Regions from separate parts of the Sus scrofa genome. Here region 2 is linked to region 1. A link is a contact called in public Hi-C data. All regions are on one chromosome and are shown on one strand. The core of a region is the stretch at or near the end of the contact, and the rest is flanking DNA. Distances in the headings are between cores, read along the strand shown.

Region 1 (3,289 bases), core at 341-2,840:
GTAGATTTGAAAGTTTGTATGGAAGAATAAACAACTAAAATAGCCAGGAAATACTTGGAAAGAATATTTAATGCATGGCTAATCTTATTAGAGTTAGTAAAACATTCAACATCCTCTAAATTAAAGCAGTGAGGTATTGGCTCAGGAAAAGACTTATAAACTAATGGATCAGAATAGAATATACATAAGGAAAATCTAGTATATGACAAAAGAAGCATTGAAATCAGAGGGGAAAATGAACTTTAAATCATATTGGGCCAAATAGATAGAAGAAAAAAAAAAAGCAACAGATCTTTTTCTCACAGTGTACTCTGGGAGAAATTATAAATGCATTGGAGGTCTAAACGAAAATTAAACAAAAACAGAAACACATACAAACACAAGAAGAAATCATGGGTAAATCTTATATTTATAATCCCAGAGTGGAAATTTCTAACTATTAAAAAAAAAATCTGGACAATGAAAGAAATTTGACAACATTGCAAACAACAAAATAAGTCATAAGATAATTACGAATTGGGAAAAAATGTGTAATTTACATCACACAGTACTCATATAATTAATGTAATAAGGGTTTCCTAAAAATTGAGAAGGAGGACTCATAATCTGATTTTTAAAAATAAGCAAAGGTATGACTAGAGAGTTCAAAGGCCACTAGGAGCCCTCATTCACAATAACAGAAATGCACATCAGCCCTACGAGATTCTGTCTCCCATCTATCAGATTGAAGAGATCTCCAAAGCTTGACAATGCAAATTTTGGCAAGACTTTGTGAAAACACGTATTTTTTTACACTGCAAGCGGGGACCCAAAATGGTACAATTTCCGTGAAATGAAATTGGCACTATCTAGCAAAATTGCATATGCATTCACTCTTTTATCCAGCAATGATACTTCCAGGATTTTATCTCAAATGGTCCACTGTAAACATATGAAGCCATATGCAGAAGGCTGTTCACCATGGCTTCGTATGTTACAGCAAAAGGGGGGAATGACCCAAATCTTTCTCAGTAGAGAGTCAGTTGAAGAAGCTCTAGTATCTCCAGGAAATGACGTTCTTTGAAGTTGTCAAAAGAAACAAAGAGACAACTCTCACTTCCAGGTATGATGGAGCAGTTACCAGGAAATTGCTGCTCCCACTGAGAACAACTGGAAAAGATGGATACAGTGAAAACTCATCTGTTTGAAGTTTTTGGAGAGTGGCTGCAATAACCTGGCGTTGATGGGTCCAGAGACCAGAGAAGGGAATCTCACTGAAGTGAGCCCAACGTTCTGAAAGCTGCTTTTCTCCTCTTGGCATTTAGCAATTCCTGGCTTCTAGAAAGAGCCTGAGAGGCTAAGGAGAAGCCGGGAAGCTTGGAGCGCTCAGCAGTCTGAGAGGTCTGAGGAAACAAGACCTGGAGCATGAGGCTCCCAGATCAGCCAGGATTCAAGAAGCTAAGATTCCAGAAAAAAAAAAAAAAAAAAAAAAGAAGGGAGGTACAGAGATGTCAGCCTGATATTTGATGGTTTTCTCTTTAAAGTACTCGGTGAATCTTAGTCACATAAAGGGAAAGGCTAGGAAGCCAAGAAAAGCAGCTGGAAAACAGAGTGGAATTTTTGGCACTCTGATGTTGTGCAGCTAAAATCTGGAAATCAGGAACTGAGCAGGAGGCTGCACTCTGTAAATGCCGTAGGCTTTCAGTTGGGACCCTTCAGAGGGGGTCCGTTAGAGTAAATCCAGCCTCACCACAACTCAGCCTTGAATAACCTTAGTCCCTGATTGGATAGTTGCCTGGCAGACATAGACTGAATCGCTCTGGAGGAAAGTAACTTCACCAGATCCCTCTTTCAGGCACAGGAATCAGCAGCATTCAATCCCAAATCCCTAGGATCCAAGAAAGAGAGCCAAGAGAAAAAAAGCCTACTAGAAATACACTCACAGGTGTCCCGGATTATTGCAGTCATCAGTCACAGATTTAAAAATAATTGTCATTCATGTGATCATGAAAATAAATGAGAAGTTTTCCTAGGGAACTGGAATCCATGTCTTCCAAAGAGCAAACAGAAATTCTAGAACTGAAAACTATATAGTCATTAAAATTTGGGCTCAAAACGAGTTTAACAGCAAATTGGACACAGCTGAAGAGAGGACGGGTGAGCTGGAGAGAGGGCAGTAGAAATATATCCTGACTGCAGTACAGAAGACAAAAAGGATGGGAAATACAGAAATGCGTAAGAGACGTGTGACGTGGTCTATTACGTGAGACATTTTAACACATGTAATTGGAGTTCAAGAAGAGAAGCAAGAAAGGATGTAGCCAAAGCAATATTTGTGGAGATAATAACCCAAAATTTTCCAAAAGGGATAAAAATTTTGAGTCAGAGAGACAAAAATTACTCAGAACCCCAAGCAGGATAAAGGCAACAATACACTACACGTTGGCAATAAAACAAAATCAAAAGAGAAAGTCATAATAGCAAGTAGAGAGAAAAAAAAAGATGCATTATTTCCAAAGAGCAAAAATAAGGCTAAATGCTAAGTCTCAACAGAAATTATGGAAACCACATAATGAAATGACACCTTTAAAAGGCTGAAAGTAAATAACAACCAGTTTAGAAATCTGTACTTGGAGTTCCCCTTGTGGCTCAGTGGTAATAAACCTGACCAGTATCCATGAGGATGCGGGTTTGATCCCTGGCCTCGCTCAGTGGGCTGGGGGTCCGGAGTTGCCGTGAGCTGTGGTGTAGGTCGGAGACATGGCTCAGATCCTGCATTGCTGCAGCTCTGGTAGGCTGGCAGCTGTAGCTCCAATTCGACCCCTAGTCTGGGAACCTCCATATGCTGCAGGTGCAGCCAAGAAAGAAAGAAAGAGAGCAAGAAAGAAAGGCGAGAGAGAGAAAGAAAGAAAGAAATCTGTATGGGTGAAAATATCCTTCTAAAGTGGAGGCAAAATAAAGATATTTTCAGAAAAACAAACACTGAGGTTGCATATCACATATGTCACCAGTAGCATTGTTTGTATCTTTCTTGACAGAACTCTCTTTAAAATCCATCTAGAATCCAGTGTCTGATTGGGTGGGTATTTCTTTGTAAATTTTCCAGTTTTTTCCCCTAGGGATTCTCTCCCATACAGGATTCTATTCTTCCTGATTTTGCTGTATTTAAATTTTGCAGGAACTGTCCTACTTCATTGAGATTTTCAAGCACATTAACAGAATTGTACATAGTAGTCTTTCTGCCATACTATGATAATTACTCTTTTCATTTCTGTTACAGACTCATGGGTTTTTTTTTGTTTTTTGTTTT
Region 2 (3,289 bases), core at 581-3,080, 270 kb after region 1:
CATAGGAAGGAAGTCACCCCAGACAGAGGTGTAAGATTTGGGCCACAGAATATAGTCTTGTATCACTTGAGCAGGAGCTGAGACATAGCGGTGGCTCTTCTCTGGCTGCCCGATCACCCGCACACAGTCTTGAGAAAGACCAGGAGCTCTTGAAGATGAGCTCTAAAAAGGTGGCCCAGGAGTGGAGGGCAGTATCTGCAGGGACAAAGGATGCTTCCCTGCCTCAGTGTGGTCCAGTCACTGTACTGACAGACGCTGAGGGCACAGAAGGAAGCAGCAGCCATGGATGGGAAGTAGTAACGGCCACCCCAGCAGTGACCTGAATCTTAGCTGTCGGAATCAGGGACCTGGGGACCTAGCCATGCGGCCTCCAGAGACTGCAGTTGGTGTGTCACATCTGCTACTTCAGGTCTACAGGGTGGTTGGGGGGAGCAAGAGAGGGCATCTGTGTGTGTTTGTGTTTGGGAATTGATCAAATCTCCTTGAACTTGATGAGCACGATGGAAGGCCAGCTAGGGTTGGGGCTGAGTCAGAATTAGAGAACACCCTCAAAGAATCAGCTCTTCAGAGTTCAGGGTTTCCCACCCCAGCCCCCTCTGAACTACACTCTACCAGGCTGCAGAGTCTTGACCTCACATGTAAGGCTCTAATCAGATAAGCCCACCACAAACCCTTCTTTATTCTCAAGACCCTTGCTCCATTCAAGCCCCAGCTAAACTCAAGCCATCACAGGGTAGGGCCAGCCTTCATGAGTTATTTTGAGACGGGCAGACTGTCATCAGTGCAGGCTGCCAACTTTCTCAGGCTACTCGGAATGATTATGGGTAAAGTCTGCTTTGGATTTGTTGGAAGAGGGGGAGACTTACAATGTATTTGGTTCAGGCAATTCATTTTAATGGTTCTGCTTTCCAAATTTCCTACAAGCATAATCACAGCCCATTTTCACAGTCCCTAGACTGTCAGATCCTGTGTATATAAAATAAAGAACTAGAAAAAATGGGAACTTTAAAATCTTTAAGTTAAAGTAGTGGTACAAATGTTATTTGGGACGCTGTGAAACAGTATTCAGAATTACCTTCTAGCCATTAGACGCTCACCGTGACAGAAAGACTGCTTTTGCCATGTTTCTAGATATGGTAAAGATCAGGTACACCGTTTAGAAATCATAGGCTTGAAGATATCGCCTCCTTTTTAAGGATTAAAAAGTATGTGTAACCTACTCTATCACATTTAAGATGGGGAAAAAAAGTGTGTGTGTGGCGGGGGTGGGGATTGGGTTTCCTTTCTATTATCTGCATGTTCATTCTTGGGGCAGCTTTATTCATCAAAATAAGCTTTCTTGTTTTCTTAGAATGTGTTTAGGAGGGTTTTCTAAAACGTCTTCCTTATGTTTGCTAATTTGTTGGTTCTGAAGCCTTTTCCCATTTCATCAAGTTCACCTTCGGAAAGGGATAGAGAAAAATTAGGGGCTTGCTCCCCCTGGTGCCTGGTTGGAGAACTGCACCTTCGTGTCGGAGCCCCTGCGAACGGTTAAGAGTGCCCTCTAGTGTACAGAAGCAGAGCAACGCTACAAGTTAAATTACCAGTTAAATATTCATGAAAAATACTAAAACTACAAATTACTACAACTACAGGGGAGAAATGACGAATTATGCCCGATGAGCCAAGATAAGGACCACCGTGTGTGTATTGTTTCTTTGGTTTTCCACTGCTATGGGACAAAAACATCCCCAAACGTAGTAGCTTAAAACAATGCTCGTTTATCCCATAGGGTTTCTGTGAGCCAGGAATTGAGAAGCAGCGCCGTTGGCTGGTTCTGCCTGGAGGTTCTTCACCAGACTGCAGTCAGATGGTGACTGGGGATCCTCAGTGTGTCGTTGGCCCACATGTCTGGTGGCTGAGCTGGTAAGATGTCAAGAGCTGGGGACCTCTCCCTGTCTCTCGAGTCCCTCAGCTGCCTTTCCAGAATAGCCAGGCTTCTTTCAGGTTGGGTCATTGCTTCCAACCTGGAGGAAGCGGTGTTGTTTTCTATGACCTGGCCTTAGAAGTCAAGCAGAATCATCTCTGCTGTGCTCCCTTGAAAGAAGCGGTTACAGAGTGCCACCCAAGTTCAAGGGGAGGGAATGGTACCCCCACTTGGGAAGGGATATATGTTTGTGTGGCCATTTTTGTCCAAATAAATCAACAATTTTTTACTTAATTCTACCCCCAAATTACATGTGGTTGCCACTATCACTATCCCAATTTTACAATTAAGGGAATGAGATAGAGACATTAAAAATTTTCTTCACAGGTGCTTTCAATATTATACTAGAGCACTGTCTAAGAAATCATGTAACATGTTATCCGTACGTGGTTTTTCAGTCTCAACGCTACTGACATTTTGGGTCAGGTGATGATTCATGTAAGAGCTATCCTGTGTATTGCAAGCTGTTCAGCAGCATCCCTGGCTCTCTTCACTCAATGCCAACAGCATCTCCTCTCTCCCCTCAGTCGTGATAACTAAAAATTTCTCCAGACACTGTCAGTGAGGGGGGAGGGAGCGACCAGGAATTTGCCCCCATTGAGAACTACTGTTTCACGGGAAGGTAACTTTATTTACTTTTGATCAGGCCAGACTCGACAAAGTTAGTATTCACTTACAGAGGCTCTCTATGTTGCAATTTATGACTATCTAGCAGAAGAAAAAATCCTACAGATGGTAGTTTTATTGCTTTAGCGGGCATTGATCAGTCTCAATCAAATTTGTATTTCAGCATTCTTTTCATCCACTGACTAGACATAATAGCTCTTCTTCTTTGAACTATCATTGTCATCATGCTAGTTCCTTTATTACTGAGTTAAATCTCTGCCAGTGGCACACACACACCACCATCTTGGTAGAAAGCAGAGAGAGAATTCTTTCCAAAGGGCAGGTAAGGCCATCATGGAGAGGTGCTACTGGGGTCTCCCTTCAGAGAAAGAACTAGCGGGTGAGCGGTAAAGCAGAGATAGGCTTAACTGACGTGCCTCTGGAATCCACACAGCAATAGCAGAGAACTACCTTGTCTACATGGCTCTGCCTGAAGCATCTAAAAGAATGGAATTGGCTTAAACTTAGCTGAGAGTGGAACAAAATGACAACAGCATTGCAAATGTTTAAACTTATAAAAACAGACATAAGGCTATCGTTGTTCCCTCGCCACAGGCTTGGCACATACTTAGCACTCAAATCTTTGTGGAACCAATCAAGAGTATATGCACTATTGTACTAGAAAAAGAATTCCCTGAAGTGGCTATTCTCTTCATC

Evidence for each region. Hi-C and Micro-C count contacts between places; a contact is called where the count stands out from the background.
Region 2: a contact with region 1 is called in a Hi-C map of skeletal muscle, with 7 times the contacts expected there. The contact joins two enhancer-like sites. A contact is called at or near these places in 1 of 5 promoter capture datasets (liver), 37 of 47 Hi-C or Micro-C datasets (adipocytes, adipose tissue, alveolar macrophages and 19 more) and 2 of 2 datasets of contacts at active chromatin or transcription factors (alveolar macrophages and skeletal muscle).

What each region holds. Positions count from the first base shown.
Region 1 is chr7:7,791,226-7,794,514 of Sscrofa11.1, forward strand. No RefSeq gene overlaps it. Among named protein-coding and RNA genes, the nearest start is that of SMIM13, 18 kb to the left of the region's middle. Within about 2 kb of position 1,591, at least 4 of the 83 cell types and tissues checked have an H3K27ac peak or open chromatin away from gene starts, as enhancers often do. A contact at or near this core is called in skeletal muscle, where this site is marked.
Region 2 is chr7:8,059,166-8,062,454 of Sscrofa11.1, forward strand. All of the region lies in intron 1 of NEDD9 (enhancer of filamentation 1), which reads right to left. Among named protein-coding and RNA genes, the nearest start is that of NEDD9, 33 kb to the right of the region's middle. Within about 2 kb of position 1,831, at least 13 of the 83 cell types and tissues checked have an H3K27ac peak or open chromatin away from gene starts, as enhancers often do. A contact at or near this core is called in skeletal muscle, where this site is marked.